Regions from separate parts of the Pan troglodytes genome. Here region 2 is linked to region 1. Evidence: chromatin contacts called from public HiChIP or PLAC-seq data. All regions are on one chromosome and are shown on one strand. The core of a region is the stretch at or near the end of the contact, and the rest is flanking DNA. Distances in the headings are between cores, read along the strand shown.

Region 1 (4,236 bases), core at 1,189-3,688:
ATTTCCTCCACCCTCCCATAACCCTGCAAGGTACTAATGGCCCTATCTTACAGATGGGTAAATCGAGGCACCGAGATGTATCACACAGCTAGTTAATGTAAAGCCAGGAATGGAACCTCTGATTACCTGACTGGTTAACTTATCCTCTCAAGAATCCTAAACTGAATAGAGTTCTCACCTTCCAGGGCTATATACAGTAGAATTACTCTTTGTGCAACATTTTAATGATATTGCAATAATACAGTTAAAGTTTTTAAGCAACTAGAACCCAATAAAACATCTAGGGTGGCATAAAATATCTGATTAACTAATGAAATGAAAGGCAAGATAACTTCAGGTAAATGGAGGGCGTTTAACTATGAAGTCTTTGCCAACATGAGTAAACTGCACCAAGCAGCAACCTCCAAGCCTGGCGGCGTGCAAATTTCCTAAAAAGAGGGGAAATTATCTTAGGATAAGTGGAGGTTGGCCTGAAAACTCCTAAAGAAATCCTAGGTCAGGGAGCGCTTGTGTTTCTTCAGTGGAGCTGGTTCCTGGGTGCAGTGATTAGGAGTTAATTGCCCTAGAGGGATGGTCCACGTTTTGAGAGTGGAGACTAGCACAAGCATTTAAGCACACACTACCATCAACGCTTTGCAAAAATCATCAGATGGTCCCCAATAAAACATGGAGAGCTTTATGAGAAAACAGAAATGTAAACTTGAAAATCGAAAATGAAATGCATATGGATCAAATTGTTCTGCACTAACCTCTTCGTTTATCCAAGTGAACAACCAGAGTCAACTGACAGCACCCAGAAAACACTTCCACCAGCAAAATACAAACTGTAAACTCAAGTGACATCCACCCTGTGGCTAAGTTTTTTAAGGTCTGCAGCACTTTTAGGGTTTGCCTTTTCCCCTCTTGTACAACAGCTCCACTACACAAGAAATTTGCTAAAACCGTTCGCTGGGCACTAATATGAAATCACTTAAAAGGAAACATGCCACTTTCGGCTAGGGGACAGCATGTTCGTCATTCAGTGTCCTACTGGTTTCTTAACACGCATATAATTAATATTGGTACTCAGGAAAGAGAACTTCTTCTGACCTTGAGCGTGCGCGCTAAATAAATTACCTCAGAACGAAAGTGGTGCGATCTCAAAACAGCATCTGGGGAGAAAAGAGAGAAATGAGACTTCATTTAACTCCTTGTTCTTCACCTACCGAGTGACTCATGACTTACCTGGGAGACCAGGGTCGAGAAAGCACATCGCAGACGCCTGGAATTCGGTGGGACATCCTGGGGGAGGGAGGAGGAGTCCTGGGGCCATCGGTCTCTACGTGATTTCTCCGCGAGAAGTTTGCATGAAAGTTCTGGGGGAGTTGGGGAGCCCCGAACTTTCCATGCCTTACTTTCTTACCCCTACGCTCCAGCGAAGGATGCGTGAAGGCGAGGCTGGCGCAGCCCCGGACTACGCTCAAATTACCCTTAAGGCTTTAGCAAACTGACTAAAAATTTGAGTTCTTTCCTCCCCTCCCTGCCCTCGGCATCGCCGTGGTTATTCAAACCTGGGAGACTGGAGGGCGGAGGTGAGGGCAAAAAGGGCAAGGGGCGTTAAAGAAACGCACTCAGCCTGGGGAGTGGGCAATGATGGGGCTAGGGGCAGCCGAGGAGAAGGCAGCGAGCCGCGCTTCACTCTCCAAATCGGCTTAATTGTTCCTGGTAGCCCGCAGAAACCCGTCGCGGCGTGTCTTACCTCGGCTTCTTGAACGACCCGAGAAGACCGATTTCATCGGATGCCTCCCTTTCTGGAGCTTGCGGTGCCAGCAGCAGAAGAAGACGATGGTGGCGATGGTGCCCAGCAGAAGCAACAAGAGGAAGAGGGCACATTGGATGCTGTAGGGTCTCAGCAAGACGAGGAAAGCCGCGGCGATCATGGTGCGGGCGAGGCGAGGGCGACTCGACGGCGGGGCTGGAGGGCGGCGGCACAGGCACCCGCGCTGGGCGCACGCCGGGACGGCGGGCACGGGTGAGCGCGGCTCAGCGCGTCATGCCTGGCGCTCGCGGCCCCGCGCCCAGCCCAATGGCTGCGCACCCCGCTCCAGCCGCGCTACGCGAGTGATCCAGGGCTGCGGGGAGCGCTTGCCATGACTCAGCAGACAGCGACGAGGCTGCGACTCGGCGGCTGGGATCCTCTCCCCTCCCTCCCCAGGCGCCCCCGCCCCCGTCCGTGCGCAGCCCCCGGGCGCAGCCCCGCCGGGGACGCGGCGAGTGGGGAGGAGCAGCGCCGCCGCCGCGGCCGCCCGGGCCCCGCGCATCGTCCTGCGGCCGCCGCCGACCTCAGCATCCCAGAAGCCGGGCGCACGTGGGTCGGGGCGGGGACGCGGCGCTCAGGCTGCAGCCGCGGCAGCCTGCGGGGGGCGGGAATGGGGCGCCGCGGCGGGGGCTCGGCTGATGACATCACGGCCAGGCTGCGGCAGCGCGGGCGCGCGGACATGGCTGCGGCGGTTTCGGCGGCGGCCGCGGGCTGCACCCGGGCCTGAGAGCCCAGCGCCCTCCCGCGGGGCCGCCCGCCAGTCCGCGCCGTCCGCGGGTGCATTGGCCGGGTGCCTCTAGCTTCCCGGACACCCGGAGCTTCCGCCTATCCAGCCTCCCTCGGCCAAATTGCTGCGGAGCCCGTCGTCAGGGGGCGCCAAGGAGCCAGGGGGAAAACCGTGAGGCGCTGACAGGAGCCTCCCGGCGGTGCTACCCTCCACCTCCCACCTCCCTGCGCCCCGCCCCGAGGTTGGGGCTTTGAAGGATGCAGCCGGGTGAGCTATTGCTTGTGGGGGGTTCCTCGCACTCTGAAGCGCGAGCGCCGGGAAGGGCCTTCCCTGGGAATTGGGATACTCCAGGAACGGGAGGCCCACTCCTCTCCAAGCCTCTCTAAACTAGGAGCGCTCCGGGGTAGTACGCTCTGGTCGGCAGAGGTGAACTCTTCCACCCCAAACTTGGTGCTTATCTCGCAGCTAAGAATTGGGCACTTTCGATCTTCTTGTATCCCTGGGTTTGCCCTAAAACCCTGACGCATTTAGTGCATTTGAAGGGCAAGGCGATTTCAGATTTAGGGACCTGGCAGATGAAGTAAGTTGGTACTTGGCTTATAAACATTTGGGGGAGAAATTTTTTAGGGAGTGTGAGGCAATAGTGATCTCTCACACTTGCAGGCACACTCTGTCTCCCCTTTGTCCCCTCCCCACGTTTTTTCATAACCAGCAAAAAGTATATGGCAGTTGGTGGCCAGGGGATTTAACACTGATGCAATGCCAGCACGGAAGGTATAGCGAGAGCGCTGCAGTGTGCCTTTCTGCGGACGGCCACGGCCACCTGGCCAGGAAGCGGCTGCTGCAGCAGTCAGTCTGCGGCATCTTGCGGCCTTGGCGGGCGGTGCTGTGCCGCGTTCTGCTGCCCCCAAGGCAATGCTGGCTTTCCCTGTGTGGGGCTGGATTGTTTGTTTCATTTACTCGCATAAGAAAACTTTAATTATAGTGACAAGGTAACACTTAACTGCATTTGCGGAGTTTCTTATAACGACTGTATTAGCCTCTTTTTTGGAATATTTAATAGACTGAGGAAATTGTGTCATAAAAATTTATAAAAATTTGAAAAGCAGGTAAATAATTGGGAGGAATAAAAGTTTTATTTGCTTGTAGTGATCTCAAAATCAGTGTTGTTTTCCAGCTATACAAAACCGTACAGCTCTGCATAAAAGCTTAATCATTGATGTCCTTAAAGCCAGTAACATATTACCGTGTGTAAGTATTAAACCTAAAAAGGCATTGGTTAATGCAGTCTCTTAGTGCCAGATTCATAAGCATGGAAAACAACAGATACGTTTTGTTTACAGCTGGTTTCCTTAAACAAAATAAACATTCGAATTGTTGACATATTGCATCTCATTCATTCAGTTGTTTTGGATTGAACTCAGAAGGGCCCTTGCTTGGAGACACTGCATAAGGTGGGAATTTTGAATGGCAGCATGTAGGCTGCACTGAATTCCAGGATAGGCTTCATGGGTCTCTAGGACTCAGAGTGGGTGACAGGTAGCACTACATCATGTGCATATGGCTAAAGGTTTCTTGATACCGCAGCCCACTGCAGTGAGAAACTATTCAACAATTATGCAGAGGTTATTGAAGAAAATCCTGAGAGTTTGCAATGTGTGGCACATCAGGAAAGGAAGAATTCTCCACCGCATTGACTCAACAATGGCAT
Region 2 (4,236 bases), core at 617-3,116, 360 kb after region 1:
GAAATGACACTGGCTACTTCGTCTTCTAATTGGGCAGATATTGTAGCAAGTACTTTGGGGATCACAGAGATGAACAAAAGGGCTCATCCAAAGAAAGCTTAAAACCTAGTAGTGCTGGAATTCTTAACCAGCCACATATGGTGATCTTGAACCTCTTGAAATAGTATAGATGTGTGTGTAGGTGCATTTTTCTGAAGAGAGCTTTCATCACATTGTCCAGTGGTTCATAGACCTAATTACATCCCTCTACTACAGAAGTTCTTAATCTTGATCTTCCAAAAGATAAAGAACTTCTGTAGTAGAGGGCTATAATTATTTAAAGAACTACACCATATGGGAGTCATGAAGAGCCTCAGGGGTTTAAATGAGGAGCAAAACAGGTGGCAACACTGAGTAGTTTCATTATAAAATCCTTGACAATTTTGCAGGAGAAAATTTCTTTGCTACTAGTGATAAAAACATTTTTCATATTTAACATTAGTTATTTTTTCTATGAGTTACCTGTTCTTCTTCTTGTCCTATTTTTCTGTTTGTGTCTTAGGATTTTTTTCCTAATGAGTTAACTTCTTTGTATCCTGATGGCATTAACCTTTTCGATGTTATACTTTTGGTAGACCTTTCTCTAGTTTGATGAGTGCAAAATACTTCTGTGAATTTTTTACATGCATAATTTTATATTTTTTATGGTCAAGTCTTTATATCTTTTTTCTTTGTAATTTATAATATTTAAATTTGTTTGCTATCCAGAGATAAGATATTCATGTAAATATTCTTATGGTCTGTGCTGCAGGTTTTTTCAGGCAGTTTATATGCTTTCAGGTGTCTTCTTTGGACCACGTGATGTATTTGTATTACGTATTTGTATTATGTATTTAATACAGAGAGGAAGAAATGAGGTGAAGCTCTGCTGTCATATTACTGGAATTGGTGTAGTGAGATCGTTAGCACAGTGGGGCCTAGAGAGTTTCTCTGGGTTTGAACATGGCTCTGACATTTTGTGTCCTTTTGACTTCATTTAACTTCTCTGTTCTTCAGTTTCCGTATCTAGAAAATACGTTTAATATAATAACCTTTGGGAGGCCGAGGTGGGCGGATCTCGAGGTCAGGAGTTCGAGACCAGCTTGCCAACATGGTGAAACCCCGTCTTTACTAAAAATACAAAAATTACCCAGGCGCCTGTAATCCCAGCTATTTGGGAGGCTGAGGCAGGAGAATCGCTTGAATCCCGGAGGCGGAGGTTGCAGTGAGCCAAGATCGCTCCACTGCACTCCAGCCTGGGCGACAGAACAAAACTCTGTCTCGGGTATTGGTGGTGGGTCGGGGGGGAATAACCTATCTTATGTGGTTATGATAATAAAATGAGTTGATATGTAAACCACTTAGAACAGGTCCTGATATAAAGTCAGTGCCAGCCACAGTTTAGTCCAGGCTGGGTAGATGCTTTGAACCTTGATATTGTTTCAATGTACTTTGCATTTCTAAAAACGTGATCATTTCAAAGCATTCATTTGATCTCCTAAGGACTACCTATACCGGAGCCTCATTCCAGCACATTTGTAAGCGAGGCACGCCTCCTAGAGGCCACGAGTGAAGTTAATTTCCAGTTCTCGAAAATCTTACAGACAGCGGAGAACTGGTGTGGTGGCTCTGACGCCCCGCTTGTGAGTCTGCAGTCGGACATCTGGAGAGTAAGCGGCAGGTCCGCGTAATCTCCAGTGCTTCATCTTCTTCCACCCTACCTTCCCTCCGAGGCTGGGTTCTTCTAATTCCTGTAGATTGCAGAGCCATTCCTGCGAATGTGCCTTCTTTCATTCATTCTAGTTCATTCCACAGATAATTCAGCTGCGCGCTTCCTCTGTGCGAGGCATTGCCGGAGAGCGGGGAGCGAATTGAACGTGGAACCTGCCAGTAGGGGCTTGCCGCCCAATACGAAATTCAAAATATGTATTGTATGTAGACGGGCAAACTAACGAGGATCTTGTAACTTGTTTTGTCATCTGCCAAATGGGGGTAATACGATCTTATAGGACCTTATAGGTCGCTGAAAGATTAAACGAGGGGAAAAAAAAGAGCCCCTAATAGTGAGCTAGGTGCAAAAAAGATCCTAATGCCTTTTTTCCTCATTCCTCCCCAGATTGAAAGTGATGAGTGCCAGCCCTGCGGGTTAAAGCGCCATATTTTCCTCAATATAGGGAATATTTGTTAGTGTCCCCAAACGAAGTTACATTGGTTCAATTTTCGGGGTGTGGGAGTTCTCGCCACTAGCATTCAGCACCCCAGTTTCAACCGTTAAAGCTACCGACTCCACATACAGGAAATGCATCTTAAAATTTGGGAAAAAAATCCCCCAAACACTGACATCCAAACACTTTAAAGCTGCCAAGGTGGATGGAACACCTTGAATTCCCAGACGCGCTCCACTGAGCATGCCCAGAGCCTCAGGCCAAACCCCCTGCTACCCGCCAAGGGGAGGTGGGGCAGGGCTGGCCTTCTGTGCTAGTCGCTTCCGCTTCCGGTTTCATATGAACTCTCCCGCCACCCGGGAACAGTGGCTGCCACCGTTTGTGTTTTCCCGAGTTTGAATTCTTGCAGGTAAGGGAAACTTCCGCGAATTTAGGACAGAGAGCAATCCTGTTATTAAGGCTTGCAAGTCGAGAGAAAGGAGAGATGGATCACTTTGCAGGCAGCAGTAGCAGAAGGACAGACTTGGCGGGTTGGTTGTTTGGGGCAGACACCCAGGTACCAGGGAGGAGTTGGGGAGAGATAGGTTTGCCAGTGGAGTGAGGAGGGGTGTTGGGGATGGAACTTTTGTAAGGCACTTGTGGATGCTCCCGAAAAGGAGTTCCGAAAGACAGTTGCTCTGTTTCCCAGAGTCATAACAGAGGAAGTGAGTAACTGGACCCAGTCCATCAAGTAAGACCCTCATTTAGCCAGAACCTACAGCACTTTCCTCTAAGTTCAGGATTGCAGACCACCTAAAACCTTATGTTAACTCTTGGGATCGTAAAGATCCAAGAACAGTGACACACAGGCCTATAATGAGCAGGCAACATCACCTGACTTTCATGTTGCTGAAAATTAGGATCACCACCTGCATCTGCTCTAGCGCCTCTCCCACCCCCATTACAAAATTATTATAGGTGTATTGTAGAAAATCTGGAAACGAGAGAAGGACATCACCCAGGAATTGCCACTGCTAACATTTTGTGCATGCCCTCAAATCCATTTTTTTTCTGTGTTTGTGGAATTATTTTTTCGTGTTTTTTCTTTTTTTTTTCCCCAACTTTGTTTTCCATCATTTTACGCTTTTTGTGTACTTCCTTCTAAGGTGACCAAGATGGAGTTTTCTGGAAGAAAGTGGAGGAAGCTGAGGTTGGCAGGTGACCAGAGGAATGCTTCCTACCCTCATTGCCTTCAGTTTTACTTGCAGCCACCTTCTGAAAACATATCTTTAATAGAATTTGAAAACTTGGCTATTGATAGAGTTAAATGTAAGTACTATTTAAATTAGAATGTATATATTCTTGAGAAGCTCACTTACCCTTTGTGAGAATGAATGAAGGTAATTCATTTCCTTCATTCAGCAATCCATTCAACAAGTATTTATTGAGGTAATTCATATCCTTCATTCAGCAATCCATTCAACAAATATTTGTTGAGGGTTTGGTACTCATTCATTTATTTATTGTACAATGCATATTATTGAGTGCCATTATGTTCTAGGTGGCAGGGATTTTGAGATGAATAATGTTATTTTTTGTTGAAGTTTTATTCTAGTACATGGAGACAGACATCCAAAATAATAGTCATAATTCAGTATTTTAACTGCTCTAGTAGAAGTAAATGGTAGTGCTGTTGAAACAAAGAAGTGGGAGTGACTGACTTAGTCTTATTAAATGAGCTTCTTAGAGAAGTTGAAATGTGATCTGGACATACTGAAGAATGAGTAGAAATTTTCCAGCAGAGAAGAAGTGAAGAGTTTTTCCAAGCTGAGATAATGGCCTATGCAAAGGCTTGGAGCATGAAAGAGAATTTCATATTTGAGCTAACAGTAACAAGTTCAGGAATTCAGGGTGGATGGAGAAGTATGGAGGGCATTTTGTGCCATGCTAATGATATGATATTGGGGTGTAAGAAGGATGTGGCCACCGTCCTGGGGGCCTACTTAATCCTCAGTGTGTTGCTAGAGAAAAGAATGGGCTAGACATGAATTGAAACAGAAACACTAGCGTTGTC

Evidence for each region. HiChIP or PLAC-seq counts read pairs in DNA pulled down with a chosen protein or histone mark.
Region 2: an H3K4me3 HiChIP or PLAC-seq map of stem cell-derived excitatory neurons shows a contact between it and region 1, with 5 times the contacts expected there. The contact joins the promoter of PRIM2 here to the promoter of BEND6 in region 1. A contact is called at or near these places in 1 of 7 Hi-C or Micro-C datasets (stem cell-derived neural progenitor cells) and 1 of 1 datasets of contacts at active chromatin or transcription factors (stem cell-derived excitatory neurons).

Annotation. Positions count from the first base shown.
Region 1 is chr5:62,819,494-62,823,729 of NHGRI_mPanTro3-v2.0_pri, forward strand. It overlaps BEND6 (BEN domain containing 6), which reads left to right and starts at 2,439. Exons shown (of 7, transcript XM_009451498.4): 1 at 2,439-2,792. It overlaps DST (dystonin), which reads right to left and starts at 2,136. Exons shown (of 98, transcript XM_063812480.1): 1 at 1,739-2,136; 2 at 1,117-1,151. The coding sequence starts at 1,919.
Region 2 is chr5:63,181,585-63,185,820 of NHGRI_mPanTro3-v2.0_pri, forward strand. It overlaps PRIM2 (DNA primase subunit 2), which reads left to right and starts at 1,867. Exons shown (of 14, transcript XM_054686809.2): 1 at 1,867-2,592; 2 at 3,329-3,491. The coding sequence starts at 3,338.